Regions from separate parts of the Astyanax mexicanus genome. Here region 1 is linked to region 2. Evidence: chromatin contacts called from public Hi-C data. All regions are on one chromosome and are shown on one strand. Each heading gives the region's core, a stretch centred on a gene start, on an enhancer-like site or on the middle of the called end of the contact. The rest is flanking DNA. Distances are from core to core; before and after follow the strand shown.

Region 1 (3,598 bases), core at 158-2,657, 43 kb after region 2:
TACACTACTCTTCAGAAGTATGGATTTACTGTATTTACTTTTGTAAAATCAAATTAAATGCACATTACATTGAATATTATGTTTAATAGTGTAAAAAGTTAGCATTCAACTAGTTTAAAAAGGACATTTTATGAAAAAATATTGTGTTAAAATACAGTAGCACTAATATTTTCTCCAGTACAGAATAGGACAATATATAGAAATAGAAATATTGTGATGTAATGTTTTGCAATATTGTATCGATTCTCAAAATATCAAAAAAAAAAAAATCATTTTTAATGAATTCATTATTTACCCTCTGTTCTGATTGGATAAGAGGAGAACTTTTCTCAAACTTTTAGATTTTATGTGTAGAGTATTGTGTTTTTCCTACCATCACAGTTTACCTAAAAGTTAATAATAATAATATATTGTTTTGTTACTGATATTTATTTGCTATTTATAGGTATATGTTTGAGAAAATAATGAACATTATTATGAACAAATTGTCGTTTAGAGCATTTATTTGCAGAAAAATACAGAGCTTTCAGACCTCAAATAATACAAAGAAAACAAGTTCATATTCATAAAGTTTTAAAAGTTCAGAAATTAATATTTGGTGGAATAAAGGTTTTAATCACGGTTTTCATGCATCTTGTCATGTTCTCCTCCACCAGTCTTACACACTGCTTTTGGATAAAAATTCAAGCAGTTCAGCTTGGTTTGGTGGTTTGATGGTTTGTGATCGTCCATCTTCCTTCTGATTATATTCCAGAGGTTTTCAATTTGGTAAAATCATAGACACTCCTAATTTTTAAGTGATCTTTGAGCTGTATATCTCAATATATTGAATTGTATCTCATGTATTGTGATATATATATATATATATATATATATATATATATATATATATATATATATATATATATATATAATATATATTACTGAGTTCTTGTCCTAAAACAAACCTGAATCTTTATTATTATTCATCTTATTGCAGTACTGATTATTAATATGCTGATGTTTTGATATTGTTGAGTTAAAATTGGTATTGAATATTTATATATTTTAATATTTGTTCTCCTTTGTCCTCTTTTCTTCCCCTCCTCTCTTTCTCTCTACAGAGAAGTCGAATCTGCTGATCTGCAGGAGCAATCAGGGTTCAGATATGTCTCTTTCTCCCTCAGACTTCAAACACAACATCAGTCAGATGGTCTTCCACAAGATCCGAAAGGAGGACCTGGAAACTGTGCGTTTCTCTTTTTCTCACTCCCACTTACTCACAGTACAAACATTGGGCAACATCACTGGTGTATTTCAACAGATCTGCCAGTGTCATCACAACAGAGTCTGTCGGGTTGAGGCACTGTGTTTGCTTTCCTCCCACACGGCTTCCAGGGTCTACGGTTTAAAACTATAGCATAACATTAAACACAGGACTGAGCTACTAGGGGATAGGGGAAGAGATTGCGATATTAGTTCCTTGCTAAAAAAAATACCTCTATAACAATAATGCATTTCAACAGAATTAATTTTGCAATCTGGTTCCCTTATCCTACATATTTGTTTGTGCTTGTCAAGACAGGAGCCCCAGGAGAACTAGCTGAAGGTACTGTGTATATAAACAGTGTTTTTATTAAACTATCTGTGCACTTTTAAAGTTCTCAGTGTCACTTTTAAATATGACGGACCTCAGAGTTCTGTTAATGAGTTGTGGAGCTACTTTGAGCTTGTTAATGATATAAAAATAGCCATTTCTCTGCATGGGCTACTCTATGCCCCTATCACTAGCATTTAAGTCAGTTGGGAGCAAGGGCTAAAAGTGCTGTATTTGGGAATGCATGAAGAGAACGGAAGAGGGCTATACAACAAAAGTTCACACTTTTTATCATGTTTCACTACAGCCCAAGTCTATTTCACACCAGACTTCTCCTTTAAGTTGTAAATGCACTTAGATCACACAGATAGAATAGGACTTGTGGAGGAATTAAACATAAACTTGTGTCTAATGACATTGTCTAATAACAGGCCTAGGCTAAAAGCCTAGTCTAAAGCCCTCCAGCATTAAACTGTGGAGAAATATATCTATGTATGTTCTTTGGAATGGTTGTACTTCATCTAATACTTCTGTGATGGGTGGGGGATGAGTACGGTTGCAATCAAATCCTCACAACTATGCTTCACAATCTAGTAGAAAGCCTTTTCTGCACAGTAGAGACAGTTACTTCAACAAAAGCAAGATCAACTCTTTTTTAACACATTTAGGCTGTCCTAATATTTTTGTCAAAGTGTTGCAAGTAAATATTGTCATAGATTTTTTTTAATTATATACATTTATTATTGTTTAATAATATAAATAATAAAAGTATTGGACATTTAAACATGAACTTCTTAGACAAACTGAGCACCAGGTGGACAGTACACTTTTCCCTATTCGTTCACTGTGCACTCCCACTTTGTCTATATCTGGCTCATTTATTTATTTATTTATAAAACTTTATTCTGCTAATATTGCACATCATTATATATATATATATATATATATATATATATATATATATATATATATATATATATATATATATATATACAGTGGTGTGAAAAAGTGTTCGCCCCCTTCCTGATTTCACGATTTTTTACATGTTCATCACACTTAAATGTTTTGGCCGGCCACTCCTGGGAAGGTTCACCACTGTTCCATGTCTTCGCCAGTTGTGGACAATGGCTCTCACTGTGGTTCTCTGGATCCCCAAAGCTTTGGAAATGGCTTTATAACACTTTCCAGACTGATAGATCTCAATTACCTTCTTTCTCAATTGTTCCTGAATTTCTTTGGATCTCGGCATGATGTGCAGCTTTTTTTTTAAGGATCTTTTGGTGAACTTCACTTTGTCACTTTGTCAGGCAGGTCCTATTTAAGTGATTCTTGATTGAGAACAGGTGTGGCAGTAATCAGGCCTGGGTGTGGCTAGAGACTCAGGTGTACTCAGGTGTCATAAATCACAGGGACTGTATGTTTTAACAAGGGGGCAATCACTTTTTCACACAGGGCCATGTAGGTTTGGATTTTTTCTGCCTTAATAATAAACACTTTTATTTAAAAATAGCATTATGTGTTTACCTGTGTTGTCTTTGACTAATATTTAAATTGGTTTGCTTTTCTGAAATGCTTAAGTGTGACAAACATGCAAAAAATCAGGAAATCAGAAAAGAGGCAAACACTTTTTCACACCACTGTGTATATATATATATATATGACATTTATTTTAAAACGTTTGTTTTTTCTACTTATGAACATCGTACTGCCGTATTGTTTTTATACTATTTTACTGTTCTATCTATCTGTCTGTCCTTTTGAACTGTGTGTGTGTGTGTGTGTGTGCTCTTTCAGATGGAAAATTTAGGCCAGGGCACGTTTACTCAGGTTTTCCGAGGTATCAGGCGAGAGCTGGGGGATTATGGAGAGATGCATGAAATGGATGTGGTGCTGAAAGTTCTGGATAAAAATCACCGTAACTACACTGAGGTATTTTACAGGAAAAACAAAACAATGCTATTCTGATTAGCTTAGCGTGGGAGTAATATCTCAGATATTATTACACTCATTACACTTTTGAAA
Region 2 (3,573 bases), core at 546-3,045:
TCTATTATTTACTGTGAAGCTTTAGGTTTATTTAGTGTATAATTGTTTTAGTTTGCATTGTTTTATTTTATGCATGCACTAAATATTCTGCAATATATTTTGCTGCTTTATATTATTTTATGCTATATTATTTATTTTGCCACATTATGATTATACTGTTATACTATTATACTATATTCCTAAAATTAATTAATTATTTTACTGTTTTCCTATATTGCCAAGTATATCGTTATCGCAAAAATACCCTGAAATATCGTGATATTATTTTAGAGCCATATCGCCCACCCCTACACCTGAGTTACATGCTGCATAAGTATATACTAGTTCATCTTAAAAAAATAGAATATCATTAAAAAAGTTACTTTATTTCATTAATTTAGTTTTAAACCTGAAACTTAGATATATTATATAGATGTATTACACACACAGTGATCTATTTTAGGTGTTTATTTCTTTTATTGTTGATGATTATTACAGCCAATGAAAACCCATAAATCAGTGTCTCAGAAAATTTAAATATTACCAATATAAGACCAATTGGTACATTTGGCAGTGTGGTCAGTGTGCCAAGTCCTGCTGGAAAATGAAATCTTTCACTTTTGTGTTTTTTATTTAGTGAGGTTGCTAGATTTAGTTGCTCCAATTGCAATTAATTAAATTCCACTCCCTTTGATTCCAGTTCAAGTTCAGTTCAACATCATGTAGGGTGGATTTAATTCAATTCAAATTCATTCACTGAATTAAATTAAATAAATATTAAAATTGAATTAAATTCAGAATTTTGCACAACTCCAGTGTGTAAATCCTTCCCAGCAGCAAAGTGACACAGCTCCTGTTAGATGCAGTGAAGCTGCAGTTCTGCTAGATGGCAGTAAAGCATCATGTTTTTAATGTTGTAGATTACACTATTTGTGTATCATCTATTTTAAATTGATCCATATTCATTAACATATTAAATTCAATTTATGTTAAATAATAAATAAAATATCATAATTTAGTTAGATTGTCAGATTTATTTGTTCTAATGGGCAATGCTATGATACTGCCTTATTACAGAGTTAAGTTGTTTCTATTAATTATAATTAAATTGTCTTTTTTTAATATAAATAGCAGGTAAATGAATAGTTAAAATGCTAGACTTGTTAGATATATCTTTAAAAAATATTTGTTGTGTTACTTTACTCTTTAAAGGAACTATCCAAAAGCAGTGTGTAAGACTGGTGGAGGAGAACATGATGCCAAGATGCATAAAAACTGTGATTAAAAACCAGGGTTATTCCCCAAATATTGATTATTTCTGAACTCTTACAACTTTATGAATACGAACTTGTTTTCTTTGCATTATTTGATGTCTGAAAGCTCTGCGTCTTTTTTATTATTTCAACCATTTCTAATTTTCTTCTAAATAAACAGCAATGTTCATTTTACTCAAACATATACCTATAAATAGCAAAATCAGAGAAACTGATTCAGGAACTGAAGTGGTCTCTTATTTTTTTCCAGAGTTGTATAACCTCTTTTTAGTATTGTTTTATTGTTTAATTGTTTAATTTTATTGTTTTGTGTTGTTAAAAAATATCTTTAAAACCTTTAAAAAACAATGTATAAAATGTAACGTTACAGAAAGTACCAAGGTAAATATTCCTCTATATTTGTAGTAATGAGTTAATTCGGTCATTGTTGAAATAATGTATTGTTACACAGTGTTTCTATGCAATTTAAACGTTTATGCTGAAAAAACATCACTTATACTATAACGTTACTATTATATATGATATTAATACTGCACTGACCCACTAGTGTCTACTGTTGACTGTTTTCAGTACAGACTGAGAGAGTCTCCACTAATAATGGAGATGCTTCACTGTCCTCTGCCAGTTAACGTTAGATTTACGTTAATTTAGAGCTGTCCTGTAGTGAGTTAACACATAAAAACCTAATGTTTTTAGACAGATTGCTGTCTAAAAGTAGAGTTTTTAGAGGAGACAGTTAGACAGCTCTCAGGTAACTACAGGACTCACAGTCAGGTCTGCGCCGGGCTGCTGTCAGCTAGCGTAGCTTTAGCTCCCCGAGGTTAGCTTAGCCGTAGCGTTTGGAGGAAAACTCGGGGAATAAACACGATTTTACCCCACTAAATAACTTCCTACTGCTCTTAAACATGCGGTTAACTATTTACATCCACTGCTAACGACTTTCAGTCAGACCTTGGAGGACATTTCTGGAGAACCTGGAGTTAAAACCAAGCCAGCTAGTAGCCTAGCTAACCAACTTCACCTAATACTGTAAGTAACCTGCCTTTAACTTCAGTACTATTAGCTTGAGTTAGCTAACTAACGGATTTACCTGTTTTATGTCACGGTTATGGGCTTTAAACAGCTACAAACTGTCTAAAATTAATGTTTAAAAACGCTTGCAGTATTCTAACAGTTGTTTATGAACTATCTAAGCTAAGGGTTTAATGTTTGGCATGTTATATTTAACCTGTCTCAGCCTGTGTGTCATCTATTTATCTAACTTAACCTATCTAACGTTACGTTATTGGTTAATAACTAGTTAAGTCAACTAGCTTAGCTTAGCTCAGCTAGCTAGCCTACTGGTAACAGAAGTTAAATGTTAGCTGTTTTTTTAGCTCTGTTTTGCTGTTAATAAAACAGAAATTTGTTGAATAATTTAGTGCTAAAGGTTTAGAGGAATATCAGAAGAAGAAAATATAAGTTTAAGCCACATAGAAATGTTATAAACACTATATCTGTCTATCTACCTAACTTATATAGATAGCCTAACTTACTGGTTACAAAACTTAGGAGGTAAGATTAATGTTAGAGTTAGTTTGCTTTTCTTAAGTTTTTCTCTGTTTTGCTGTTAATAAAACAAATTTGTTGAATATTTCAGTGCTAATGCTTCAGAAGAATATCAGAGGATAGAAAAGTGTGTTTAAGCCATATAGAAATGTTATAAACACTAGGCAATTACATACATACTGTGTAATATTAATGTTTAAAAACGCATACAATATTTTAAACAGTGGTTTATGAATTTATCTAAGCTATCTAAGCTGTTTGTCATGTTATATTCAACCTGTCTGTCTATCTCTATAGCTAACCTACTTGTTTACCTACAGAAGTTAAGAGGTAAAGTTAGCTAGTTAGAGTTTGTTTGTTTTTCTTTAGCTGCTCTCTGTTTTACTGTTAATAAAACAAAAAAAAAAATGTTGAAAGGTTTGTTTAAACCACATACAAATGTTATAAACACTATAGGTTAGCTGTAAATAATGCATGTATTCATTGTAAATCTCAATGTTTTTTAAATATACATCATTATCACTGCAAGCTGACAGTTTTCACTATTTCGCTGACAATATTCTGTCATGGTTTTGCAATTCAGACAAATGTAAAAACGCAAACAGTAAATAAAAACAGTGGTTTATGAGCTTTTTTAAAAGGGTTTAATGTTTGTCTTGTTATATTCAACCTGTTTATCTATCTCTATAGCTAACATACTGGTTACAGAGGATAGGAAGTCATGTTAGATAGAGTTTGTTTTCTTTAGCTTTTCCCTGTTTTGCTGTTAATA

What was found. A called contact is a pair of places that touch in the nucleus more often than the background predicts.
Region 1: a contact with region 2 is called in a Hi-C map of blood, with 5 times the contacts expected there. The contact joins the enhancer-like site here to the promoter of jak2a in region 2. A contact is called at or near these places in 2 of 3 Hi-C or Micro-C datasets (blood and muscle).

What each region holds. Positions count from the first base shown.
Region 1 is chr17:45,388,039-45,391,636 of AstMex3_surface, forward strand. It overlaps jak2a (Janus kinase 2a), which reads left to right. Exons shown (of 24, transcript XM_007252799.4): 11 at 1,104-1,228; 12 at 3,371-3,505. Among protein-coding and RNA genes, the nearest start is that of rln1, 16 kb to the right of the region's middle. Within about 2 kb of position 1,408, the one cell type or tissue checked has an H3K27ac peak away from gene starts, as active enhancers do.
Region 2 is chr17:45,344,818-45,348,390 of AstMex3_surface, forward strand. It overlaps jak2a (Janus kinase 2a), which reads left to right and starts at 1,796. Exons shown (of 24, transcript XM_007252799.4): 1 at 1,796-2,282. It overlaps LOC103043535 (stAR-related lipid transfer protein 4), which reads left to right. Exons shown (of 6, transcript XM_049466369.1): 6 at 294-1,427.